Linked DNA regions of Zea mays: region 1 is linked to region 2. Evidence: chromatin contacts called from public Hi-C data. All regions are on one chromosome and are shown on one strand. Each heading gives the region's core, a stretch centred on a gene start, on an enhancer-like site or on the middle of the called end of the contact. The rest is flanking DNA. Distances are from core to core; before and after follow the strand shown. Region 1 has its middle 27 kb from the start of LOC103653547. Region 2 holds the start of LOC100283091.

The links. Hi-C and Micro-C count contacts between places; a contact is called where the count stands out from the background.
Region 1: a Hi-C map of leaf shows a contact between it and region 2, with 4 times the contacts expected there. The contact joins the enhancer-like site here to the promoter of LOC100283091 in region 2. A contact is called at or near these places in 6 of 25 Hi-C or Micro-C datasets (bundle sheath, ear, leaf and 2 more).

The regions. Positions count from the first base shown.
Region 1 is chr4:100,187,638-100,194,875 of Zm-B73-REFERENCE-NAM-5.0, reverse strand. No RefSeq gene overlaps it. Among protein-coding and RNA genes, the nearest start is that of LOC103653547, 27 kb to the right of the region's middle. Within about 2 kb of position 3,320, at least 5 of the 20 cell types and tissues checked have an H3K27ac peak or open chromatin away from gene starts, as enhancers often do. A contact at or near this core is called in bundle sheath and leaf, where this site is marked.
Region 2 is chr4:100,092,791-100,099,983 of Zm-B73-REFERENCE-NAM-5.0, reverse strand. LOC100283091 reads left to right here and starts at 2,652. Exons shown (of 5, transcript NM_001412293.1): 1 at 2,652-3,315; 2 at 3,724-3,962; 3 at 4,724-4,913. The coding sequence starts at 3,102.

The DNA of each region.
Region 1 (7,238 bases), core at 2,071-4,570, 94 kb before region 2:
GGAGCTTGGCGGAAGGACAGCTGTCGGAGCGGTCGAGTCCTTGCTGACGTCCACCTGCTTCCGTAAGAGAGCTGAGAGCCGCCGCCGTCTTAGAGCTTGGGAGGCGCCATCATTGCCTATCTGGCGGAGCTGGTCAAATGGGACACCGGTCTTGTTCTCTGCGGCCCGAGTCGGCTCGGGGTAGAGTGATGATGGCGCTCCCTGTTGACGTGGCGGACCCGCTCCCGAGGCCGGGCGACGTGGGGGCTCCTCCGAAGCTGGGGTCGAATCTGTCTTCCGTTGCCGAGGCCGAGCCCGAGCCCCTGGGTCGGGCGAGGCGGAAGTCGTTCGGCAGAGGCCAGGGCGGAGTCCGAGCCCTGGGGTCGGGCGAGGCGGAGTTCGTCGTCTTCCGGGGCCGAGCCCGAGTCTGAACCCTGGGGTCGGGCGGAGCGGAGTTCACCGTCCTCCGGGTCTTAGCCCGAGTCCGAGCCCTGGGGTCGGGCGGAGCGGAGTTCGCCGTCTTCTGGGTCTTAGCCCGAGTCCGAGCCCTGGGGTCGGGCAGAGCGGAGTTCGCCGTCTTCCGGGTCTTAGCCCGAGTCCGAGCCCTGGGGTCGGGCGGAGCGGAGTTCCCTATGGCGCCCCTGGCGAGGCCTGACTGCCTGTCAGACTCACTCTGTCGAGTGGCACTACAGTCGGAGTGGCGCAGGCGGCGCTGTCCTTCTGTCAGACCGGTCAGTGGAGCAGCGGTGTGACGGCGGTCACTTCGGCTCTGCCGGGGGGCGCGCGTCAGGATAGAGGTGTCAGGCCACCTTTGCGTTAAATGCCCCTGCAACTCGGTCAGTCGGTGCGGTGATTTAGTCAGGGTTGCTTCTTAGCGAAGCCAAGGCCTCGGGCGAGCCGAAGATGTGTCCGCCGTTAAAAGGGGGGCCTCGGGCGAGACGGAAGTCCCTCGAGGTCGGCTGCCCGAGTCCGAGGCTAGGCTCGGGTGAAGCGTGATCGAGTCACTCGTATGGACTAATCCCTGACTTAATCGCACCCATCAGGCCTCTGCAGCTTTATGCTGATGGGGGTTACCAGCTGAGAATTAGGCGTCTTGAGGGTACCCCTAATTATGGTCCCCGACAAATAATAAATACACACTCTCCGCCAGCCGCCAGTTCGGTGTGAGCATCGAACATGCTCACAGGCTCGATTCGGTAGTCATCAACTGGAAGTTCACGGCTCACCTCACTAGCTCCACCCATCTCAGCACCCTTCGCTCCACCAACCTCACTAGCCTTCGCAGGTAGCTATCCTAATTAGTCAGCCAAGGGCATCCCATTCCACCCTTGTGGTGGCACGTGTTTCTCAAGTTAAGCTCCATGTTCCTATTAACATAATAGTCTTATCATGAACAGAACTGTGGCAGAACCTCCCAAGTTATCGGGCCCACATGCACCTGTCCTTGTCTCAAAGACATCAGACGGCTATGCATGTGCACCAGATAACTTAACAAGATCCGTCCGAGTGTCCCAAGGACCCCGGATAAACCACTTACAACCAAGATCGCAAGATTAAGTAAACACAACTCACATACAACCACTTGCAGCGGAAATAAATTCTTTATTACAAAATGATTACAAGTTACATCAAGATTTCATTATACATCATCGGAGTGATTAAAAAATGGTTCAAAAGAATTACAATTTGAAGTATTATAAAATATTTGTAACTTTGAAAATACATGCTAGCTTAAGTGACAATCCTCAATACATAAGCTAAGGATGGGATATACTTATATAAGAAGGCCGAGCTCACCGGAACTTAACAACAATCACAATCAAAGTGACTCGTAACCTGCAGCAACAATGGGAATAAAACCTAAGTACGCAAGTACTCAGCAAGACTTACCCAACTAAAGAAAAGACTCTCAAGGGTATGCTGGTTTTAAAAGGATTCAAGGTAAGGCTAATCAAGTTTCAAAGACTCGTTTTGGCAGAAAAGCTTACTAGTAGTAGATCCTTATGCCAAACTTTTACTTTATCGGTTAAGTAGTTTTTTTGAATCTAGATTTGCCTAATCTAGAGCATTCACTTGTCCTGGTCTAGCTTTCTTTTACCAAACTCTTATTTTACTTATTAACTACGATGAGTGGTCGGGTGGTAGAGTCTCCATGACCGAGGAGCAACGACGATTCGAACCAATTATACCTAGCTGGGGATCCCTAACCACACGACATATGTAGCACTTAACCCTTGCATATGTCAACCGTTCCCACAGATCCTCCACAACGTGAACCGGCCCGCGCTACCCGGGAGCATGGTACTCCTCGGTCCAGCCTCTAGCCAAGAGGGTACACGCTACTACCACCATCTCCCACGCCCAGTGCGCGATTGTCTTTTCACGTATGGAATAGCCAGGTTCAGGCTTACCGGAGAATGTGGCTAGTTACAAAGTCTCCACCACAACAGGCCTACATCGAACGGTCCTTAATCGACACAGACGAGCGAACTTTCCTGCTCAACGTCTGGTCTACATTACATATTATTTCCTAAAACTTGATACCTCAGAGAGGTACCCTACTTGAATGATGAAATTATCGCGGCCACAATGGCTTCATCATCACAAGTTATTTTATTTCACAAACTCCCATATCCCGTGTTACACATCATCTTTTAAAAACAATCCTAAATTAATAAGCAGGGCTAAGCATCACTAAATTTTCATAAAACGGGTATTAGGGTTGTTTAATCAAGGAAGGAAATGCATCAACTATTTGATCACACAACTCCTATCACCTAATACATCATTCAAGGTGATAAAACTTTTTAAAACAGAAGGAGGTGGCAAATGCACCGAAGCTTGCCTGCAATAACACTAGGTTAGTGTGGTTAGATGATGTCCGCTTGGTGAGCCTCAAAAATCCTGACACTTGATCAAGTCATCCATAGTGAGAGCGAGGTGGCTTGGGAAAGACACCAGGGCTGAGCTGAACCCTGCGGCAGCGCATGGCGAGGTGGCTTGGGAAAGACACCAGGGCGGCCGCTCGGTCACTAGTGAGAGCGAGGGCGAGGCGATGAGGGGACCTGGACATGGAGTCGAGCGCGAGTTGCTGGGGCAAGCGCCATGGCAGGCCGGAGCTAACGACCATGGAGTTCAAGTATGGGGAGGTGTGGCAGGCGAGCACCAGTTAGCTGTGGTCGGTGGTGGAGGCTGGCTCCGACGAGCACGACGACTGAGAGATGGCACATCCGCTTGGGGAGGCAGAGAAGCGATGCAGCCAGGGAGCTTCGACGGTGGCCAAGGAAATGAGGATAAGGGAAAATCAGCTAGAAGATAATAGGATAAAGACATCGACTAGAGAGATGAGGCATACGGAGACGTGAAGGAGAAAAATCTCCTAGAGAGCGGTGGATTTAGGATACAGCCTATAGCCAGCCAAGGAGAAAATGAATTTTCCTTTTTTTTCTTTAAAACGCATATGTACAAATATCTAGAGGCTGGGGTTAGATCGTAACTATAAGGATCAGACTAAAGCGCTCAAATTACCAATTTATTTGATATTGCTATGTTTGATTTCGCTGCTTTGAATACTTTGTCGGAGAAACACTTTGATTAATACCTTGCACGATTTATTATATAATCTCCTCTTCGATTCGTATTTTTAGTGCAATAATTATTCAGAGTTTTGATCTTCGGATTATGGCGTAACTTGATTAAAGTTTAAATCACAAAAGATTCGAATAAGTTGAATTGCCTTAATTTTGAATTCGAATTTTAATCAAACACACAGTGGTATGAATTAGACTTAAATTTTTAAATACAATTTGAATCGAATACGCGTCGATCCAAACTAGTGAGGTCCGAAACGAAAAATCTTATACTTTGAACAAAGAGTACATGTAACTCTGGGCTCTGGGGTTAGGGTTTGGTGTACGGTATAAATGGACCGGGACAATGATACCAGCTACAATGTTTTGGGACGGCATTTGATTAAAACGAAATCCAAAAATGTTTATCTATTATCTGAACATGTTTGGTCCCTCTATATAGAATAGTGCACTAGAGAACAAATCCTAATTTGTTTTAATCATGCGCACATTGGTCTCAGGTACGCGTGTGGTCCGAATTATAAATGCAAGTGCTTCCTAAATTTATATCCGCTAACTTGAGTGATCCAACAACATAGACTCAAGGCTTCACTGGCTGAATTACTTCCAACACCAAGAAATCTTGAGGATTCGGACAAGAGAGATGGATATGATAAAGAAATTATGATTCTTACTCGATATACTAATCGGCTACCCGAATGCTCAAATTAGAGCAAGAAGCAACTGGCCAAACCACGTCATTGTCTTCGATGTCTTAGACTGTGCTGGATTTGATTTGATTCAAAACCGAAAAATTTTATCCATGGTCTGAACACCTGATTTCACGACCACAGATAATTTGCTAAAAACAAAGCGCAATAGTAAACTCTCAGACACGGTTTCTTAGTTAATGTTCATGGTCTCAATTATAAAAGTCAAGTGTTTTCTAATTCACCATCGCTTGACCAAATGATCCGAATAACACAAAATTCATCGTCAAATTCTAATAAATTTATTTGGGACACAAATCGCAACTGTGGATCGAGCTTCCAAATTTGTATTCATTTAACAGATTAATTTTAAATAGGAGCAAGACTCGATAGGTCATATAATAAATATGTTTTGAATTTCGCAAACCATTTATATTAATCCAAATGGGCAGAGATGAAGACGATATCAAAATCATGATAGGTGCAGATGATTAAGGCATAGAGGCCAATATTCTCACCGACAATTCTTGGTTAAGTCCGCACTCGTGGTCGAGCAGACGATAAACACCTGGAGTGTTATAAGAATAGAATAACAATAATAAAGCATGACCATGTGTAATAATTATCTTAACACCCAAAACCACATGTAGTAATAGCAAAGACTACCCAAAAGTTCAGAGGTAAACAAGGTGTAAAGATGACAAAACTAGGGAGACCTATTGGGTCTCATCAAAATTAAGCCTATGCATACCAAAATGATTATAGAGAACATTATTGGGTAAATAAAAGTGGTCAAGGGCACAACTTGCCTTCAATGAGCTCCTGCTCGGCAATTTCCACCTGCTGAGCCTCTGGTTCCTCAGTCACTTGCCCATCTAATCGCAACAATATAAGAAAACATGGTACAGGAGAAATTAACATCACACCAAACATGAGAACTTACTATATAATAATATTCTACGCATCGTAACGAGATCGTGGGTTCGAGAATCACTAAATTCAATGTTACGGTTATCGAGTTACGATTTTCCATAGTTATTAAGTGTTTAGTATAGATTAAGTTAAGTTGATAATTTTAATCTTGGTTTCATGGCTAAACAGAGTTACCAGGTGATTAAACAATATTAAAACAAAATTAATGCAACTGGAATGGGTTAAAAAGGAGTTGAAATGAATTTTCCATGGATTAAACAAGTTCTTGGAATTATTTTTATACTAAAAAATCCTTTTCTTTATTAATCTATTCCACTTTATTCACTGACTGGACTGTGGATATTATTTAGTGAAAGCGCAGGGACCCAACTGTTAAAACAGGACCTAAATTAACTATTTTCTAACTATGCTAGGACGGTGGGTTTATTATAACAAAACTGAGGGGCTCTTTAGAAAGATTTCGAGGCCGATGGGTACCCTAAAATCTAGGCCGTCGGATGTGGAGCACACGACCCAGATTAAAATGTGCTTCCCCTGAACCAGTAAGTCACTGTAGTTGTAGGATCTAATATTAGCTATCGAGTTTAATGTACCGGAATCGTCCCGTGTCCACCCAATCTAAGATCGACGCTTATCATTACTCCCGGGCGAAGGGTTACGTGGTATTCGATCCGGACCGCACAATCGCGATCCAACCGCCCCGATTCGGTTCTAGGGTCATCTAATCCTAGCCGTTAATCACGAATCTGATGGACACGAACTCATCTTCAACCCTGACCGAGCAGGGTTGCGAAGCAACAACTGCCTGGCACAGGTTCACCGGCGCTCCCGACCGAACCGCGCCCAAGCCCCCAAACCCCGAATTTACTGGTATAACATGGTGCTACGAACGCGGTAGATGCGCCTGAAGACTCAACAGTGATGGATTCAACACCCAGAGAGCTGCCCACGGCAAAGAGCGGCTTTGCGGCAAGTAGGGCTTTCCGGTGAGCAATTAGGCAAGCCGCGGTCGGTCATTGAGCCCCGAAATCCCACCAATCGGTCCCGCCGGTCTTGGTTTGCACCCACGGCTACCCATTGGTCGTGCTTCGACGATGCCAATGAATTAAGGCGACGACAGATCTCTCTTCTCCCTCGGTATCTCTTCCGAGATCTTCTCATGGTATGATTCGTGGCAAGAGCAGCGAGGTCGGGTTGGTTATATGGGCAGGCGGGTCACGCGGCCGCAGTTGGCAAGATAGTCGCAAGCGCTCGTGCGGACTTCGGAGGGGTGGTTATGCCGTCGCGCCAGAGAAGGGGAACTGAGTCACCTAGCGTGTGGGCCCAACGTGCCAATCAACGATGGCCACACGCGAGTGGGCGAGTGACTGACCGTGGGTCCCGCCAGTCAGCGCCTGTTCCTGCAGTGGGCCGCGCCTGCCCGGTATAGTGGGCTGAAATGGGAATACTCGGCCCAGGTAAGTTCTTTTCTTATTTTCATTTTCTTTTATATTTATGTTTTCTTTTCTTCTTATTTCTTTAGATTTTAAGTTTGCATTCAATTTTTATTTGTGAATTTCACACTTAGATTAAATGCACAAATTAAAATACGAGTATGAAAAGGTATACTTATTTATATATATCTTTTCTTTGTATTGTATAGTATTTTCCTTTTCTTTCCTATGTCTATTTAAGTTGCTAGAGTTCAAATGAGGTTTTAATCCCAATTTTGACATTAATATATTTTTATCACTATTATCATTATTATTAAATGCACAAACAAATAAACTCCAATATGATGCATGGATTATTTATGTTTCATTAGGGGATTATTCACAGTACATATAAGAAGATTAATCCTTCTCTTTCATTATCCATTAGTTGGGTATTACAGCAAGATTGCAATCTAACGAATGCAATGGATAAGATATATATGTATAAATGCTATGATATGTAAATTCTTATTTGAGGGACGTATGAAGTAAAACTAAGTTTCTTAATGAAAATGGAATTCTATATTTCATTGGGTTAACCCTTTAGGAGTGGCATCTAGGGGTATAGCTAGATC
Region 2 (7,193 bases), core at 1,403-3,902:
ATGTCGATTGTAGTGGTGGCGGAGGCGGGAGTTGCGGCCAGGAAGCCTGTGAATGGCTAGCCGAAGAGACAGAAGCTGCATGATGATTGTTCACATACTCTGGTATGTAAGGAGAGTGACACGAAGTAGTGTGCAAGACCTGCTTCGGCTGGTTCTACCGAGCTTCGGCTTCTGCTATTTCCTTTTGCTTCTGAATGGTGACATGACACATTCTTGTAGTATGACCCTTGTTCTCACCATAGAATAAGCGGTAAATCTTTCTAGGTTGATCCCCAAATCTTCCTCTAAAGCCCCTGGCGCCTCTGCCCCTTGGAGCTGGCGGCCTGAAAGAGCTTTGCTGTTGCCCCGAAGATTGTGAGGTATATTGTGACCTCTAAGACTGACTTCCTTTGTCGTCACTTTGAGTGGAGTTATGGATTGACCTAACGTGCGTCAGATGGATTCTTCCTCCGAAGCCCCTGGTCATTTCAGAGAATCTGTAAGCTTCCTGCCTTCTTTGGCGGAAGTCGTTGTCAGCTCGGATGTACTCATCCATCTTCTGAAGCAGCTTCTCCAGAGTTTGCGGGGGCTTCCTGGCGAAGTACTGAGCCGTAGGTCCTGGCCGAAGGCCCTTAATCATGGCCTCAATGACAATCTCATTGGGCACTGTAGGCGCTTGTGCCCTCAGTCGTAAGAACCTTCGTACATATTCTTCATGGTCCTGCGTGCATTGGAACAGAGCTTGAGCTGTGACCGGCTTCGTTTGAAAGCCTTGGAAGCTGGTAACCAACATGTCCTTAAGCTTCTGCCACGCCGTGATAGTCCCTGGCCGAAGAGAAGAATACCATGTTTGGGCTACATTCCAGACTTCCATGATGAAGGACTTCGTCATGACTGCAGTATTGCCCCCATACGAAGATATAGTTGCTTCGTAGCTCATCAGAAACTGCTTTGGATCTGAGTGCCCATCATACATGGGGAGCTGAGGTGGCTTGTATGATGGGGGCCATGGGGTAGCCTGCAGTTCTGCTGCCAAGGGAGAAGCATCATCAAAAGTAAAGACATCATGATTAAAATCATCATACCATCCATTCTCGTTGAATAAGCCTTCTTGACGAAGCTCCCTGTGTTGGATCCTTCGATCTTGTCCATCTTGAACAAGATGACACACTTCTTCTGTGGCTTCGTCGATCTTCCTTTGAAGATCAGCAAGTCGCACCATCTTCTCCTTCTTTCTTTGTCCTTGCTGATGGATGATCTCCATGTCCCTGATCTCTTGGTCCAACTCCTCCTCCTGGAGTGTTGGACTGGTGGCTTTCCTCTTCTGGCTTCGAGCCTCTCGAAGAGAAAGAGTTTTCTGGTTTGGGTCCAGTGGTTGCAGCGCAGCAGCCCCTGGCGCTGAAGCTTTCTTTGGTGGCATGACGAAGGTCAGTGCTTGTCGAAGGTGGTCGAAAAGGGTTCACCGGAGGTGGGCGCCAATGTTGGGGACTTGTTCTCAAATGCTATGAGTTAAGAACAAGGCAACATAAAATGTTAAAAGTTAATGTCCTTCGTCCTTCGAAGCATTATTTCTCTTAGGATATAATGATCTTCAGATGAAGGTCATGAAGGATATACCTTCATCATCGCGATATATGTTAATAAAAGGAGAAGCATATGAAATATAAGAGACAACATAAACGATTATATAACATTATCAATTCATTCTCATCTCATTATATTATCATGAAAAAGTAAAGACAATATTGAATGACATATGTACCTTCGACTTGACAGAAGGTAAAAGTACAAGCGTGACGCACGAGCAAGTACAGGTCAGCGTGAACAGTACGGGGGTACTGTTCATCTATTATAGGCACAGGACGCGGCCTGTGAGAAATTACATACATGCCCTTTACACTTATTATTGACTTATATACAATTCTATAAGGACTAGATAGCCTTTTCCCCTTTAAGTCGGTTCCTTTTTCCGCCATTTAGCCGAAGCTCCCTTGCGTGTAGCTTCGGAGCAATTCCAACCTTCGTCACGATCATGTTCTTTACATCGTTCATGCTTTTAGCCCGAGTCCGAAGGTACCTATTCATATGTCACACTTGAAAGATATTGTTAAATCACGTTTTTGAGGACCTTCGGAGGACGAAGCCCCCAACAAATATAATGAGGATGAATTGATAATGTTATGTGATCGTTCATGTTGTCTTTTATGTTTCATATACTTCTTCACTTATTAACACATACTACGATGATGAAAGTATGCCCTTCATGACCTTCGTCTGAAAATCATTATATCCTAAATGAGATAATGTTTCGAAGGACGAAGGACATTAACATTTAACATTCTGGGTTGTCTTGTTCTTAATTCATAGCATTTGAAAACAAGTCCCAAACAAATCCAACACCAAATTAACATAATTTATTATGTACTAGTTCATTCAACATAAGTGAAGACTTTGTTTTCTTGACAAATGTAGCCCAATCGAGCTAATGATCTGGTTTGATCTCGGTTCATTAATAAATTGAGCTTAGATGTTAGTTTAGCTTGTGACAAAATTGAAACAAGTTGAGCCGAAATGACCATACATATATTTTAGAGTGTTGATTTAAGATTATAACATACCTAGATTATATAATCCAATAAATTTTAAACTAATACTTAATTCAAAATTTATTAAATTAGGTAATCTAGACAGATTATAACAAACACCCTCCTTGTCCCGCCCCATAAAAAATGGTTAACAAAGTGAAGTACGTATCCCGCACCCCAGTCTGAACACGGGCAAAACCGCGTGTTGGACGGCTGCCTTGCCCCTCCCCGCGCCGCGAATACACTCGAGGGCCAGCCGAGCCCAGTGCCCGAGTCCACCTTCCCTGAATTCCTGTTCGCTACCTTCGCTTCCGCTCCAAAAACCAAATAAAAAACGCACCTTTCCTTCCCTTCTCCTCCCCTTCGCTTTCCCCCGTCCTCCCTTCCCTCGATCCCCTCGCCGGAAAAGATCCCATTCCATCCACCTCCACGTCCCGGCGCAATCAGAGTTTCCGGCGGCAAAGCAGGAAGGCGGAAGCGAAAGGAATGTTGCACCTTTAAGTAGCGCGGCGACCTGGTGTTTCTTCCTGGCCGGCGATGGGCTGCTTCCCGTGCTTCGACTCCCCGGCAGATGAGCAGCTTAACCCCAAATTCGGTGGCGCCGGTGGGTACGGCGGCACGTCCTCTGCCGTCGCGGCGTACGGAAACGGCACAGGCGCCGGCGTCAGCATCGGCCGGCACGGGGACAGGGGGTACCCGGACCTGCAGCAGGCGCCCATGGCGGCTCCGCGCGTCGAGAAGCTCTCAGCAGGTGCGCGACGTGCTCCGCGCTGAGCTACGTGTTCCACGGTTTGGGGTGGGTGGGTGGACTGGATCCCGGCAAGGTGGTTGATCTCCCGCGTGGTGGTTCAACCGCACCGGGCCTGCCTGATCTGATTTAGTAGTGCTCCGTGTAGCTTGTGGCCATCTTTGCGTGTTGAATTAGCGTCAGGTTCTCGATAGGTAAAGGGAAAAGAAGTAGGAACTTTCTATTGTTAGTTATTGCAAATTAGGTTCATTTACTACCTTAGGCCTCGGAGAGATGTAAAGGTTGTGGGGTGATAAACTCGTGGACTGATGCAACCAGGACATGCTATTTTGAATAGTGATTCTCTTTTGTCTGAGTCGGACTGCTGATGAGCTTACTGAATCTACCTCTTGTACTTGTCTATGTGTGCAGCGGCTGAGAAAGCAAGAGTAAAGAGCAATGGGCTCACCAAAGAGGCTTTGGTGCCAAAGGATGCCAATGGCAATGCCATCTCAGCGCAAACTTTCACCTTCCGTGAGCTTGCTACCGCCACCAGGAACTTCAGGCCCGAGTGCTTCCTGGGAGAGGGAGGTTTTGGACGTGTTTACAAGGGCCGCCTTGAGAGCACAGGCCAGGTAACTTTTGAGTTCAGCAGGTGCGACCTATCTGCGGTGAGATAATAGTGCTATTAGCAAATTGCACTGTTGTAGAATTGGGACTTTGTTTTACCCACAGATTTCATGTAGTCCATGTTTGAAATAGTAGCTGTTCAGTGTAGAGCTGTTTTGCTTTATTTTTGTCTTTTGACAGTAGACTAGAAGATTTGGCACTGCTAGTTTTAGTATCTGTTCAATGGAGCTTGCATACCTTATGTTTTTGTCGTTTGCTAGTTTACTGAAAGCAGTCCATGTTAAAGCTGTCCAAATGTTTCATACCTTAGACTGTCTCCAGCAACGTCCTCTATATACATCCTCTATATCCGTCCTTTACAGTATTCTCTAAAACATTCTATCTCATATATCTACTTTCTCTTCAACAACGTCCTCTATATGTAAATACCTATATTAAAGACATTTTTTAATTTTTATACATACGTATTTGTCATACTCTTAAATGTATTGTACATATTTTAGTTTTACTAAACCGGTTGTTTAAAGTATTCAAATAGATAGAGAACCGTTTAGAGAAACTCTATATATAGAGGATCCAGCAGCGTCCTCTAAATTTAGAGGACCGTTTAGAGGACACTGCTGGAGGGAGTCCTCGTCCTCTAAATTTAGGGTACAGGACCCTTTAGAGCTCCTTGTTGGAGCTAGTCTTATGTTCTTGTCTTTTGCTAGTTTACTGAAAGAATATGATGTACAGTAGATGCAAAAGACAAATGAAGCTGGATTAAAAAAGACAGACGGTTTAATGTGATTGTTTGCTGCAGGTTGTTGCTATAAAGCAGCTTAACAGGGATGGGCTTCAAGGAAACAGAGAATTTCTAGTAGAAGTTCTCATGCTCAGCTTACTACATCATCAAAACCTGGTTAATTTGATTGGTTATTGTGCTGATGGAGACCAGAGACTTCTTGTTTATGAATATATGCCTTCTGGATCACTTGAAGATCATTTGCACGGTACAAATGCTGTTCTTGTGTGCTCTATCAAAACTGTTTGCATATGACTACTACCTGTTAGCATTCCAACCAGTGCTCTCTGTGTAACTAGCTGCATGCCTATCCTAGTGTGTCTGCCTGTCTGTCACATGCTTGCTTGTCTATGGTTGTCAGATTGTTATATCTTTGTTAGTCTTCCACTCTTTATTGTATGCATCCATATTCATTATTCTTCCTTTTTATACTGGCAGATGTTTAGTCTGTAGCCCTTCACACGTTGCCAATAACATTACTATTTTGCTTCTGAAACCTATTCTAGACCCATTGGTGATGCAGGGTGCCATACTATGTACCCCTTTATTAGCCATCTTCATATTACATTTTCCTTGCATTTTGCCCTATGTTAGTTTATCGACCCACGTGGGGTAAGGTAGCCCCCGGTGTAGGAAGAACCCATAACCCTAAACAGGGTTGGGTGTGGTATTAATAGACTTCAGCAGGAGGTAGACGGTGCATCCCGATTCCCGAGGAACTGGTCCTCGAGAGCGAGCCACGCCTTGCGCGCAGTGTCCGTCTGGTCGCGGATGATGTCCTGTAGCTCAACGGTGATGGTGCCGTGGAGCCACGAGAGGACAACGCTGTCCATGAGGCACCAGGAGCGAGGCGGCGGAGCGTCGTGGTCGACGAGGACGTGATCGTCGAGGACGAACCGCCGAAGCGTGAGAAGGACCTGTCCTCGCCAACGGGGTAGTGGGAAGACGCCAGATCCAACACCACGGACACGAGGGCCCGGATGTTGTGCAGTCCAGCGGCTTGAGCGTGGAGAGCAGCGATGAGGTCGGCGTCGAGGTCAGAGGCGAGGGGGTCCTCTGGGGGTTCCACAGGGGCGGTCGGCGGGCGACCGAGGAGGCGCTGCGTGGTGGCCATCTGGGTGGTCAGAGCGGCGCCCAGGGCACGCTCTCTCTCCACGGCGAGGGAGGCGGCGCGCTCGCGCTCCCGCGAGGCCGTCACAGCGGCCTGGATCGTAGCGAGGGTGTCGACGAGCGGGGAGTCGGTGGTGGGGAGTGCGGAGGGCGCGACGGCGTGGCTCCAGGTGGGTGAAGCGAGGGTGGGAAAGCCCGGCGGGGAGCCTCGGCGCAGGGTCAGCGGGGGAACGGCGAGGAGCGGCCCGAGGCCGGCGATGTAGGGGCCCCCTCCATGGGCGAGCTCGCTGCTGATCGCAGCGGGGGCGATGGGGCCGGTGGCGGCAGTGGTGGTGTCGTCCATGGCGGCGACGGCTGGAGGGGGGCCGCGGCAGGGGGCGTCGGGTCGGGGTGGGGCGCGGCCGGGTTGGGGCACAGCACTGCGGGCCGCCGGGGGGCGTCGACGGCCAGAGTTGGATCAGGCGCGGTGACGACGGCCAGAGACGGGTCAGGGAGGGGCGCGCGCTCGGTCCTGACGGCGGCACCTGGCGCGGCTTGGACGGAGCGCCAGGGTCGCGGCGCTGGGTGCGACGGGCGCGCAGGGGCGAGAGCGGGAGCACCCGGCGGCGGCTCCTGGGAGCACCTGGCGGCAGCGCCTGGCGCGGCTCTAGGCGTGACGGGATGCAGGGGCGGGCGCACCTGGCGGCGCGCCAGGGAGGGATTCCGGCGGCTGGCGGCCGGCGGTGGGAGGGAGAGGGGCCAGCGGCTGGAGAAAAAAAACCCTAAACCTAGCTCTTTGATACCATGTAGGAAGAACCTATAACCCTAAACAGGGTTGGGTGTGGTATTAATAGACTTCAGTAATTGGGCCTGGCCCATTACAATGAGGGTGAGACGGTAATTACATGGGGAACACCCCAAACCCTAGACGGGTAGTCTAACACCCGGTATTGTACTAAGAAGGCCTTCTCACATAAGTTGAGAAAACCCCCAACCCTTGTCGTTCCCATACATAGCAGCACCATAGTTTTCAAGGCGTCGCCTAGGCGATGCTTAAGCATCGCTTAGGCAGTAAGGCGCTTCGACGAGGTAAGGCATCCTGCTCGCCTTACTCCTGCACCTAAGGCGGATGGGAGAGAGGCTGCAGCGCGGCAGCCTGCGGCGGCACGATTGCTCTGCAGTGGCGTGGCGACGGCAGCACAGGAGAGAGGTTGAAGTGGGGAGAGAGCAGGGAGAGGCGGCTGGGAGGAGGGAGACTGCTAGGAGAGCGAGGCAGTTGGAGATAGAGGGAGAGAGGGAGTGGGCTTAACCTAATTTTAATGGGCTAGTTGGGCTGATTTGTAGACTGGCTGGGCTGGCTGGTCAGTCACCTTACGGCCTTAAAAACAATGAGCGACAC